Regions from separate parts of the Sus scrofa genome. Here region 1 is linked to region 2. A link is a contact called in public promoter capture Hi-C data. All regions are on one chromosome and are shown on one strand. Each heading gives the region's core, a stretch centred on a gene start, on an enhancer-like site or on the middle of the called end of the contact. The rest is flanking DNA. Distances are from core to core; before and after follow the strand shown. Region 1 holds the start of MED16 (mediator of RNA polymerase II transcription subunit 16). Region 2 holds the start of WDR18 (WD repeat-containing protein 18).

The links. Promoter capture Hi-C pulls out the DNA fragments that hold promoters and counts their contacts.
Region 1: a promoter capture Hi-C map of liver shows a contact between it and region 2, with 9 times the contacts expected there. The contact joins the promoter of MED16 here to the promoter of WDR18 in region 2. A contact is called at or near these places in 3 of 5 promoter capture datasets (fetal liver, fetal skeletal muscle and liver), 3 of 47 Hi-C or Micro-C datasets (embryonic fibroblasts, epiblast stem cells and retroperitoneal adipose tissue) and 2 of 2 datasets of contacts at active chromatin or transcription factors (alveolar macrophages and skeletal muscle).

Annotation. Positions count from the first base shown.
Region 1 is chr2:77,488,061-77,493,858 of Sscrofa11.1, reverse strand. MED16 (mediator of RNA polymerase II transcription subunit 16) reads right to left here and starts at 2,906. Exons shown (of 16, transcript XM_005661362.3): 1 at 2,763-2,906; 2 at 1,200-1,377; 3 at 533-640; 4 at 105-274. The coding sequence starts at 1,332. R3HDM4 (R3H domain-containing protein 4) reads right to left here. Exons shown (of 8, transcript XM_003122984.3): 8 at 4,753-5,723. The coding sequence ends at 5,620.
Region 2 is chr2:77,419,477-77,425,425 of Sscrofa11.1, reverse strand. It overlaps WDR18 (WD repeat-containing protein 18), which reads left to right and starts at 1,614. Exons shown (of 10, transcript XM_013994806.2): 1 at 1,614-2,267; 2 at 3,237-3,347; 3 at 4,590-4,723; 4 at 4,994-5,135; 5 at 5,645-5,788; 6 at 5,869-5,933. The coding sequence starts at 2,058.

The sequences.
Region 1 (5,798 bases), core at 1,657-4,156, 67 kb before region 2:
GGGTGTGAGATGGGCCCAGGTGAGAAAGACCAGGAGGAGCAAAAGGCGTGAGAGGGGGAGCCAGCCTGAAGCACCACACCTGCTCGCTCAGGCTGGACACCCACCTTTTCCACGTGCAGGGCCAGCTTCACACCATTGTGCAGCCAGGACAAGGCCACGATGGGGTCCCCCTCCACCAGGCTGCCCACTGGGCTCTCCCAGCTGTTGGCCAGGTGGTCTGCCATGGTCCAGCACTTGATCTGCCCATCAGCATCGGCCGACAGCAGCCGGGAGCCTGCAGGGGAAGAGGGGGGCAAGCCTGTGTCACAAAGCACCCCCCCCAGTACATCTGGGGCCTGGGATGGGAGACAAGCAGGGGCATGGCACACATGTCTCCCAGGAACGACTCTGGTCACCAAAAATGGGAGGAGAAGGAGCCGAAAAGCCACAAGGCCAGGGCTTTCATCCTAGTTCTGGACAGTGGGGACATGACCAGGAAAAGACAGAACAAGTAAGCTTGGGATTTGAGATCAAGGGTGAGCCCCACCCTCACCTGACTGGTCCCACTCGAGGCAGGTGATGGCCTCGCTGTGCTCCGAGTTGATGGAGTGCACGTCCCAGGGGTGCTCCGTATCCAGGATGTGGATCATGCGGGTCAGGTCTGCAAAGGAGGGCCAGGTCAGCGGCAACAATGGCAGGGCCTCGAGTGCCTGATGACCCCAGGGGTAATGGGAGCAGGTCCATGACTCTGCCTCCAGAGAGGCTACAACCACTTTCAAAAGAGACATAGAAAATGGAACTGGAAAAAAACAAACCCAAAATGCTAACAGAGAGTGGCTCTCTGGGGAAGGTAATGCCTTTTTTTCTTCCCCTCATCCAAAATGTCTGTGTTTTTCTCCTTTCCTCTAGGAGCATGTGTCATTCAACAATAGCGAGAACACAGGCCCAGCAGGCAGGCTGCAGCTCAGAGGCTTTCAGAAGCCAAGCAGTGACATATAAGGTCTGGAAAACTCAGGCAGGAGCCTCAGCAGGGGCTGGGGACCACCCTCATCTGGACAGGTCCATCCCCTGGGGGTGATTCCAGTGCCCCCTGGTGCCAGGTGCCCTCTGGGCCCTCACCACCCCTCATCACACATGAGGGAACCCTGAGAGACTGGACAGGCCTGGAGGTCCATGGGCACTGGGGCACGAGCCCATGCGGGGGGCAGGAGGGGGCGCACCCTGGTCGTCGTTTCGGAGATCCGTGGTAAAGGCGATGAGGTTGCGGCAGGACCAGGCACAGGCCAGGGGCACCGAAGGGCAGTGCGTGCTCTTGGGCCATTTCTCCCACTCACAGACGTACGCCAGGTCCATGGTGCCCGGCTGCCAAGGTCATACACAGAGGGCGGTCACCAGCTTCTGAGGGAGGGAGGACCAGTTTGTCACAGACGTTCATGCAGGGCCTCAGGGCCCAGAGCGCAGTGCTGGATGGTGGGTCACTGCAGGGACCCAAAGACTCAATCCCTGCTCTGTGTATGTCAGGGGAGCTATATCTGACACATGGATGGCCAGGGAGGCCTCCCAGCGTAGAAGTGAGGGATCCAGGAATGCAGCCTGGAGGAAGGATATCCCAGGCAGGGGGAACAGCCAGTGCAAAGGCCCAGAAGCTGGACCAAGCCCAGGGTCATCAAGGAGCGGCAGGGGGCCCATGTTGCTGGAACTGAGTGAGAGGAAGGGAGGGGTAAAGTGAGGGTGGGGTGGGTCATGCAGGGCCTGCGCTTTCACCCTGAGTGAGGTGGGAGCCCCAGGGGAGCTGAGACCTTCTTATGTTTCACACACCCCTCTGGCTGTCTGGAGAGAAAGGCTTAGGGACAGGGTGGGGGTGACCATGCCAGTCCAGGTGAACAATGATGGGGACCATGAAGCAGTGAGGAGAGGTGGGACTGCTCTATCCTTAGAGAAGCCTTTGGCAGAGGCAAGGAGGCAGGATGGGGGGCAGGCAGCAGCTTGGTGCAGCACTTCAAAGGTAACAACCGCAACGGAAACAATGAACATTTCCACCTGCTGTCTATGTGCCGGGCATTGATTACGGTTATTTTCACCGTTACCAGAACCCAATGAGACTGTATGACCAACCCATCTTTCTCAATCACTTCCCCCAGGCCTCCCGCTTCCTCAAGCCTTGGCCAGGAACCCCAAGGCCCTGCCCAGAGGCCCCTTCAGCAGTCTTTAAGCTCTGCCCTCAAAGCTCTCCAGCCCCGCCCCCTACAATATTTGCTTTCCAGACCCCAGTCCCAATTTGCCCCTTGTGTTCCCAGGGATAGCTTAAATTTGTTCTCTCCCCAGGGTCTCCCAAACAACTCGCCTCCCTATAACCACCTCCAAATTCCCAACCCTCCAAGTCCCGCCTCTTTTTGCCACTTCAGGCTCCACCCCAGGGACCACTACCCAATAGCCAGGTGCTGGTCTCCAGTGGCCGCCTTCCAGCCCACCAGAATCCCCAGGCCCCTCCCCAGGAAAATACAGCCTTAGACCTCCCAACCCCTGATCAGGTTCCAGGCCCAGCCCCGATTTTCCCCAGCTCGGAGTGCCCGGATTCCCAGACGCCTCAGACTTTCCCCCAAGTTTCCGTCGCGACCCCCCCCCCCCGCCCAACGTGCTCCCGGGCGCGTACCCAGCACCCCTTGCTCTCCAGGCCCGCCCTCTAACCCTACAGGCCCCGCCCCCGGCCCGCTAGTCGCCGCCGCGGCCGTAGGCACCGTCCTGAGGCCGGCCCAACGCCCAAGTCCCCAGTCCCCGCTCACCGGGACGGCCTGTTCTCCCAGCCGAGCGGACGGCCACGGCCTGCACTCCACCTATCGGCGCGGCTACGGCACCGCCATCTTCCCCGGATCAACGAGTCGCCCACGTAGCGCGGCCGTTTCCCGGAGACTTCTGGGACAGCAGCGGCTCCGGCCCCGCCCCACTACCGATATAATTTGCATACATACATTGATAGTTTCCCAACAGCCACCCGAATTATATTTCGTGAAAGAACACTTTCTCAACTTCAGTGAGTAGCCTCATTCTGTTAAGCTATTGTTGCACTGATATCAGAAAAGAAGAGACAAGTTACTGAGTATTTTTCTTCTAAACGGAATTCACCCTTAGCGTAAAGTATTTTATACTCCGCCCTATAAATAGCGGTCGGGTTAACCCCGGTGTCGTGCTCGCTTCGGCAGCACATATACTAAAATTGGAACGATACAGAGAAGATTAGCATGGCCCCTGCGCAAGGATGACACGCAAATTCGTGAAGCGTTCCATATTTTGCTTTTCCTTGCTTCTTTTCCCCGTAAGCAAGACGGCTTAACCAGTCGTGGGCTTCTCTGGATTCACTCGTCTCCCGCTATCAAAAGCTGGTTCTTTTTCTGTCGGGCTCTCCCCAGTTGGGAAAGTCTTTTCTAGGAAGACCTCCTGATATTTCGGGGAAGGTGTACTGGGCTGCAGTTAGCGCCTGGGCAAAGGTATGGGGGCCGGGCTCAGGGAATCGGAGTGGGAAGAAAACAGCCAGCTAGGGGCAGCCGCAGGACCGAGTCTGTGTGTCAGTGCAGGAGGCCTGTGGAGTCCCCTAGAGCCACCACACCCGCGCCCTGAAGTCCAGACTGGCCTCCAGGCACCAGAAATTCGGTCCCCTTCACAGGTGGGAGCCTCCAAGCTGGTTAATCCAGTATCTCCTGATGTCCTCTGAGCCATTTGGATTTCCATTATTTAGCATCTGTGTTTAAAACTTTTTAAAATGCCTGTTAAAATGGAACTCAGCACACTTAGCACCCAGTTCTTGGTTTCTAAACGTTGCCCCAGTGAAAGGAACTGGGCTCCTGGGCGAAATGCCTGGTTCTAGAAGGCAGCACAAATATGCAGAGGAGCCCGGTGCTCAAATAAATAAATACCCCGCCTCAGTGAGACAGGAATCACTGAAAGAGCTCCCAGTATCCAAACCTGGAACAATCTGAGCAACAAAATGAAAGGATATTGTGTTGTAACCCAAACAAGAAAGCGAATGTCCAGGCGTCTGTACTGATATAAACAGTTAAATAAATAAATACACAGGGGGAAAGAGACAAATGTCACCTGCAGGATTCCCAGTAATTGAGGCAGATAATCCATCTTCAGGGAAATGGAGATCAGGGTGAGGTTCAACAGTGAGGAGCCCTGTGGACAGCAGGGACCCCTGATTGGGGCCAGGTGAGAAGGGCAATCAGGATAAAAGCAGATAACCCAGGGTGACACAATTTAAAGACACTGGTAGGAGGCCGCATAAAGATGTAGGCAGAGGCTGGAGGGATGTGGCCAAGAGCCAAGGGAAGTCAGAGCCCCCAGAATCTGGAAGAGATGGGGAATACCCTCCCCTGGTGCCCCCAGAGGGAGCTCAGCCCTAAGTCTCCTTGATCTTGGCCTCCAGAACTGGAAGAGGCTAAATTCCTGTGGTTTTAAACTGCAGCGTGGTGTACTTTGTTCCAGCCACCCAGGAAGCTCACATGAGTGATCTTTTTGGAGGTCACAAAGCTGGGAAGTGGTGGAGCTGAGGTCTGAGCCCAGGCACCCGGGAGGGATTGAGCCACACAACAGAGCCAAAATGACCCTCTCAGTGACATCTGCCCTCCCTCCCACACCCCACACACCTGCCTCTACATGAGGTGTCAGTCGGTGCCAAGCCTCATACCCTGAGGCCTGCATCCCTTGATGACCAGGATCCAAGGGCACTGTGAGCATTCACGCACCCAGCCCTGCCCCAAAGGAAAACCCTGCAACTGGAGACCAGAGCACCAGAAATTTATTGAACTCTCCACTTTTTCCAAAGCACAACTAGCCACACACACAAGGCTGCGGGGGGGGGGGGGGGGGGCAGCCTCCCAGCTCTGCACTCACACGCCAGGTCAGGGGGACCCGCATGAGGACACCCAGAGCCAGGCTGGGGGGCGGTATACATGAGGGGACATGGAAAGGGGAACAAGACAGTCTGAGGGCGGAGGCTTCTGGCTGGAAGTCCCAGACCCCCAGTATGAAGGTAGGGGGTATCTCAGGGACACAGGACCCCCAAGGGCCACCACAGCGTGCCCAGGAAGACAGCACACAGTCCAAAAAAGGGGGTGAAACCAGCTCTAAGACGCAGCCTCTGTCCTGGGTCGCAGGGCACACGCACACACACGCGCACACACAAAAAAACGTAATGCCCCTGGGGCGAGGGACAGGGCCCCAGAGACCCCCACCCATGCCACATATTGGGAGGGGGTCAAGCAAGGACTGGAATGAAGCCCCTCGAGTTATCACTTGGGGCAAGTTCTTTGTTTTTTTTCTCAAAAGGGAAATTTAAAAATCTACAACAAATCACACCAAATTCATTAAAAATGATAAAAATCCAGCCTCTCCCTCCTCGCGTAAGCTCAGAAGGGGCCAAAAATGCTGACTGAGGAAGGGAAATGGAAGTGGCCCAGCCGGGGAGTTTGGGGAGGCCCAGCCACCAACACATCTGGGAAGATGGGCTGGAACGGGGTGACCCCAAGGGGAGGAGCATGTTTCCAAGGGAAAATTCTAAAAATAATAAAGGTATTTCAGCAGGTGGTATGGGAGGTCTTGGCGCCAGGGAGACGGGGCTGCGGGAGCACCGCGGGGCCACCATCAGCTGCGCTGTTCCAGGTATGCGGACAAGAGCAGCCCCGGGGGCAGGAAGTCCAGGTGCCGATTGCTGACCTTCATCTGCCGCTTACCCTCCAGGTCGGCACCTGCAGAGGGGACAGCCAAGAAGGGAAGAAGGCGAGGGTCATGGCACAGCCGGGCCCTCTGCCCTCCCTGCCAGA
Region 2 (5,949 bases), core at 365-2,864:
TGCTGAAGGTTTGGACACTCAGCTCTTCCCAATTTACAAAAGTCTTTCAGTTTCACATGCCTCCCCCCACCCCGTGGGATAAAACAAAATCCTGATGCCCCTGTCCAGTTCCCTGCTCCATGGTGTGCCTCAGGGCCTTTGCATACACCTCTGACCCTCTTTCTCTTCAGGTTATTACTTCCTGCTTGAAGGACACCTGCTCTGGGAAGCCCCTCCTCCAGACCTCCAGACCAGGTAAGTCCCCCGTGATGTCCCTCCCTTCTTGCTGTGCCCCCTGGGTTCGGAATGGCGGCTGGAGCCTGCCATCTGGCGGCCGGAACTGGAGTTGCGGGCCCCCAGGCTCTGGGCGCCGTTTCTCCTCCAGGAAGCTCTTCCCTCTCTCCACCATCCTCTCCCTGTTAGGGCGGCGGGGTTGGGGGGCGAGGACCCCTGTCCCCTCTGGACGCTGTTGAACGCACCCCACACCCAGTCTCCCCAATGTTGTGGGTTCGCCGCCCAGGACAGCCTTGACTTTATTTTTCGTCTTTTGTCTTTTCAGGGCCGCACCCGCATATGGAAGTTCCCAGGCTAGGGGACAAATCGGAGCTGTAGCCGCCGGCCTATGCCACAGCCACAGCCACAGCCACAGCCACATCAGATCCGAGCCGCGTCTGCGACCACCGCAATGCCGGATCCTTAACCCACTGAGCGAGGCCAGGGATCGAACCTGCAAACTCATGCTTCCTAGTCGGTTTCCTTTCCGCGGATTCGTTTGGGGCTGCACCACGACAGGAACTCCTCCCTTTTTTAAATGTTAAGATATAGATCAACAGTCATTTGCTACAAAGAAACTTACTCATTTTAAAACAAAACAGAAATTAAAACTGAGGTAGCTCCAGCGTCTGAGTAATGACGCAATCAGGCATTAGTTTAAATCAGCTATTGCTGCTGCAATCAGTTTTCTCAACTTATCAAATATTATTACGCCTGTTTTATTGATTTCTGATATATTCCAATTAAAAACATTTTTCCTCAACCTTATAAGTTGCGCTTCTAATTTTCCTATAATAGCCAGAGAAAGCAAAAAATAAATAAAAAACCTGCAACTTGCGTTGTGGAATGGAATTCAGGAAAAATATGACAGCAAGCATCTCAGGAAATTCCAAGGGAACAATAATTCCACCTTTTAAAATGCACTGGTTTTAGACGTGGCCGGCGGCTGGCAGCTATAACACGAGGTAAGTGCTCCTCAGACAGAGCTCCCAATTTGCTCGACCTGCACCAAATTGCTTAAATAAAAATGCAGGAGTTCCCATGCGGAAACGAATTCGACTGGGAACCATGAGGTTGCGGGTTCCATCCCTGGCCTCGCTCTGTGGGTTAAGGATCCGGCGTTGCCATGATCCGGCCTTGCCATGAGCTGTGGTGTAGATCGCAGACACGGCTCGGATCTGGCGTTGCTGTGGCTGTGGTGTAGCCGGCGGCTACAGCTCCGATTAGAACCCTAGCCTGGGACCCTCCATATGCCGGAGGTGCGGCCCTCAACAGCCAAAAGCCAAAAAAAAAAAAAAAAAAAAAATGCAGATTTTGTGGCCCACGAAAAAGAAGGGTGGGTCCAGGGGTAGGCGGAAGGTGGATTGATGAATATGCATCTAATTAGCATGCATCGAGGACTAACTCTCTGGGTTATGTAAGGTGCGTCGTGTGTTTTATGTGCAACGTCTCATTTGAGGCTGTGTGTACTCAGTACTTACATAATAATCGTAAAAAAATTCGAGAAGTTGAGTACTTGACCAACCCAGAAATGGCCAAGCCAGACCTCTAGGCTCTGCAGCTCCTAACTGCTCTTAAGAAATCTTCCAAAATCTCTAACCAGGCGGTGCACCTCTTAATTCTCCGCGGAGCGGAGTTCACAAGTTCACAGGCTAGTTCACAAGGTAGCCCCCTCCCTGACGCATGTGCGCAGGCGCGGGGCGGCCAGCCGGAGCCGGGCAACGTGGGCACCGCTCTAGCCCGCACGGCGTGGTCGCCAGCATCTCGCTAGTGATGACGCCCGTCCGGGGCGGTGAAGAGGGAAGATGGCGGCGCCCATGGAGGTGGCCGTGTGTACGGACTCAGCGGCCCAGCTGTGGAGCTGCGTCGTGTGGGAGCTGCACTCGGGCGCCAACCTGCTCACGTACCGCGGCGGCCAGGCCGGGCCTCGCGGACTGGCTCTGCTCAATGGCGAGTATCTGCTGGCGGCGCAGCTGGGCAAGAACTACATCAGCGCCTGGGAGCTGCAGAGAAAGGTGCGGTTGCGGGCGCTCCGGCGCAGGAGCCTGGGGTCGAGGGAAGGAGCGGTGGGGTCCGCTCGGACCACGAGCCGGGTTGGGGGTAGGGAGTCTCAGTTAGGGAGCTCTGCGCACGCGCAGGTGTGGGGGCTCTTTTTGGATGTGGGAGGTGCGCGCCCAGGGTGGGTTGGCGCGGTTAGCGCGCTGCGCACGCGCGGAGCTGAGGTCTGTGTCTCCCGGGCTTGGGGGGGCGGGCCTCTGGACCACCAGCTTCGCGCAGGCGGGCAAAGAGGGCTGGGGGTGGGTCCCTTAGGTGCCCTATGCCGGAGCTGGCGCGTTGGGCGGGAATTTTAATTGAAGGGAGTTTGCAGGGGGTCCCGTGGGTATCTTGGGCTTTCAAGGTGAAGGTCCGAGGCCTGGGGAAGCCAGCTGAAAGATAGCCCGGGAGATTCATGTGTTTATTTACCCCCCAACACCATAAAAGACGCTACCTTTTGCCACCAGGGCCCATGGTTTCTCACAAAAACAACCATATGCAGCCCCTGAAGCTGCTTGCCACCTCTTTTTGCCAGCCGACATCCCTTAGGGGCAAGCTCTATGTTCTGACTCTGCTTGGTGTGGTCCATGCACAAACAGAAGTTCTGTTTTAGAGATTTGGAAACTGAGGCTCAAGGCGGGATTGGGGCAAAAGCCCTCCTGGACCCTCTGTGCTTTGCCTATCCCCACACTCACAGGGCCCTCCTGCCCCAAGCCCACACAGGCACTGTCCTGCTTCTGAGTGAACCACAGGCCTCTACCTCTGCCCTGCAAAGCCTCACCTGGAGCAGATTCCCCCTTGCTGAACTGTGAACTAGCTCAAGCTACCTCTTTCCCTGCTCCTCCTTCTAGTCCTCCTGGACTTAGCAGCTGCCCTGGGCACCTGCCCCACTTGCCTCACCCCTGGCTACCTCATTCCATATGGCACTCAGAGGCCTCTTCTGCCTCTAGGACCAGCTTCAGCAGAAGATCATGTGCCCTGGGCCTGTGACCTGTCTCACCACATCGCCCAATGGCCTGTACGTGCTGGCAGGGATCGCAGAGAGCATATACCTGTGGGAGGTAAGCAGAAGAGTACAGAACTAGGGTAGGGGGAAGGTCAGCCTGCAGGTGGACCATGGGGTCAGACCACTGACCGGTTGTCACCAACAGTCTGTTATGTTTGGGGGAAAACTCACCTCACTTCCTGAAGGATCTGAAACCACAGGACACAGCCTGCAGCCACATCTGCCTTTCCCACCTTCAGCCACAGCTGCAGAACATCCTTCTTGCTGCCCCCCCACCCCCGCTCCACAGAAGTAGGCAAAGAGAACTGAGGCTCTGTGGACTGCAAGAGGATACGAAGCTTTGTTATTTAACCCCAGAGCTCTTATACCTTAGGGAGTGACTCTGAAACTAGGAAGCGGTTCTTCAGGCATAGGGAGAGAAACAGAGGCAAGGGGGCACTCTTCACAGGTAGAAAGCCTCCCCTGCCTGCTGTCCGACTGGTGCCGGCGTGTGGGCAGAAACCAGCAGCCCATCTACTGTCAGTAACTGTCATCGGTGGTTTGGCTATCCTTGATGGGGGACAGTCTGTGGTCTGCATCCTTGGTTGGGGTCGCTCTCTTAGAGAATTCCTGGGCAGCATGAGTGGTGACCACAAGGGGGCGCCCCATAGCCAACCAGAGGTCCTTTTCCCCTTATCTCTTCAGGGTGAGCAGGTATGTGTCTGTGTCCAGGTTTTCTTCTTATAAAGACAGAGTTCACCTCACCCCAGCATGACCTCACCTGAGTTGCTTACATCCCCCAAGACAATATTCAAGCGAGGCTGGGATGTCAACACATGTGTCTGGGACATCTTCCCCCCAGCACCACCATGGCCCTTCCCCAGTGTCTCTGCCACCAGGTGCCTCCTCCCCTGGACACTGAGCTTCCCCTCCCCCAGGGTTCACAGCACAAGACACCCTCATCCCTCCTGCCAGCTTGAAAGATGGTGACTTGCCACTGTGACCAATTTGTCGTTGTAGGGAGCTGCCTGCATGTCCTGGGTGTAGCCCATCCTGGAGGGACCCACTCCCTCAGCAGCCTCCCCCTCAGCCTTGTCACTCCCACCCATACCTTCCAGGGGCCTGTGTCACACCACCCCTAGCATCATCTGAATAGGGGACAGGTATGGGCAGGACTGGAGGGGGCACAGCCCAGCCTGCCTCTCCGTTCACTTCAGACACTGCAGGCCTCAAGCCACCAGCCTAAACCCTGGTGCTGCCAGTGTGGGCCGGGCCCTCCCCATGGGCTCCCCTGACCCAGGTGCCCCTCCCATCCCAGGTCTCCACAGGGAATCTCCTGGTCATCCTGAGCCGCCACTACCAGGATGTGTCATGCCTTCAGTTCACAGGGGATAGCAGCCACTTCCTCTCAGGGGGCAAGGACTGCCTGGTGCTGGCCTGGAGCCTCTGCAGGTAGAGTCTCGGCCCTGGCGGGCACCTCATCCCACAATAACATCTGGCTGGGCAAGGCCTTAACCAGAAGAGCAGGGCGCCTGCTCCATAGAAAGGCCATGCCAAGGCCCTGTGGTGGGATGGGGGTCAGGTGGCTGGTGTGAGGAGGACTGGGGCCGTGGGCAGCCTCCCATGAGGAGGGGCCTGGCTGCTGCCCACAGGCAGGGTAGGAGCATGGGGGTGGAGGCCTCCTTCTCCACTGAGGTCTGGCTCCCCCACCCCGACCCCAAGCGTGCTGCAGGCAGACCCCTCCAGGACCCCCGCCCCCCGGCACGTCTGGTCTCGCCACACCCTCCCCATCACAGACCTGCACTGCGGCTTTGGGGGGCCCCTTGCCCGGGTGGCCACTGCCTCACTGGACCAGACAGTGAAGGTAGGACATCTGTGTGCGCGTGCACACACAAACACACACACACAGGCCTGCCCCAGTGTGAGCCCAGCCCAGTGGCTGGCGGGTTGCTGGCCCGCGTGAGCCAGAACACCGCCTCCTCCCTGAGGCTTGCGGCTCCAGACAGCTCTTAATCCCCCTGATGCTTCCATTCTCAAGGACGTCCAGAGGGTGGACAGTCCAGGCCTAAGTTGGCGTGGAAATTCCCACTTGGCTGCCACACATGGCGGCTCCTGGCCAAGTTTTAGGGGAGTCGAGGGCATCCTGGCCCTCAGGTCTTTGTCCCTGGGTGGAGGGGTCCAGGGCTGAGTAGGCGGTGATGGGGGTGGGGGTAAGGTGCTGACTGTGGCTGAAGCAGGCATTGGCGAGGGGTCCCAGGATGAGAACCGGGTCCCGAAACTCTCATGGCCCCAGCTCCTGTCTAAGGTTTCCTGTGGGGCCTGTGGTCTCCTCCTGGGCCACCAGCCCTCAGACGGGTGCCTGCCCGCCCCCAGCTGTGGGAGGTCTCCTCGGGCGAGCTGCTCCTGTCTGTGCTCTTCGACGTGGGCATCATGGCTGTGACCATGGACCTGGCTGAGCATCACATGTTCTGCGGTGGCAGCGACGGCTCCATCTTTCAGGTCGACCTCTGTACCTGGGTGAGTGGCCGTGGGCGGTGGGGGGCTCGGGCTGAGGCAGTGCCATGGCCTCTGCTCACCGGCCCTCCTGGCCTCCGCAGCCTGGGCAGCGAGAGAAGAGCTTCCAGCCGGAGCAGGACAGCGGGAAGGTGTTCAGAGGGCACAGGTGCGGGGATGGGGTT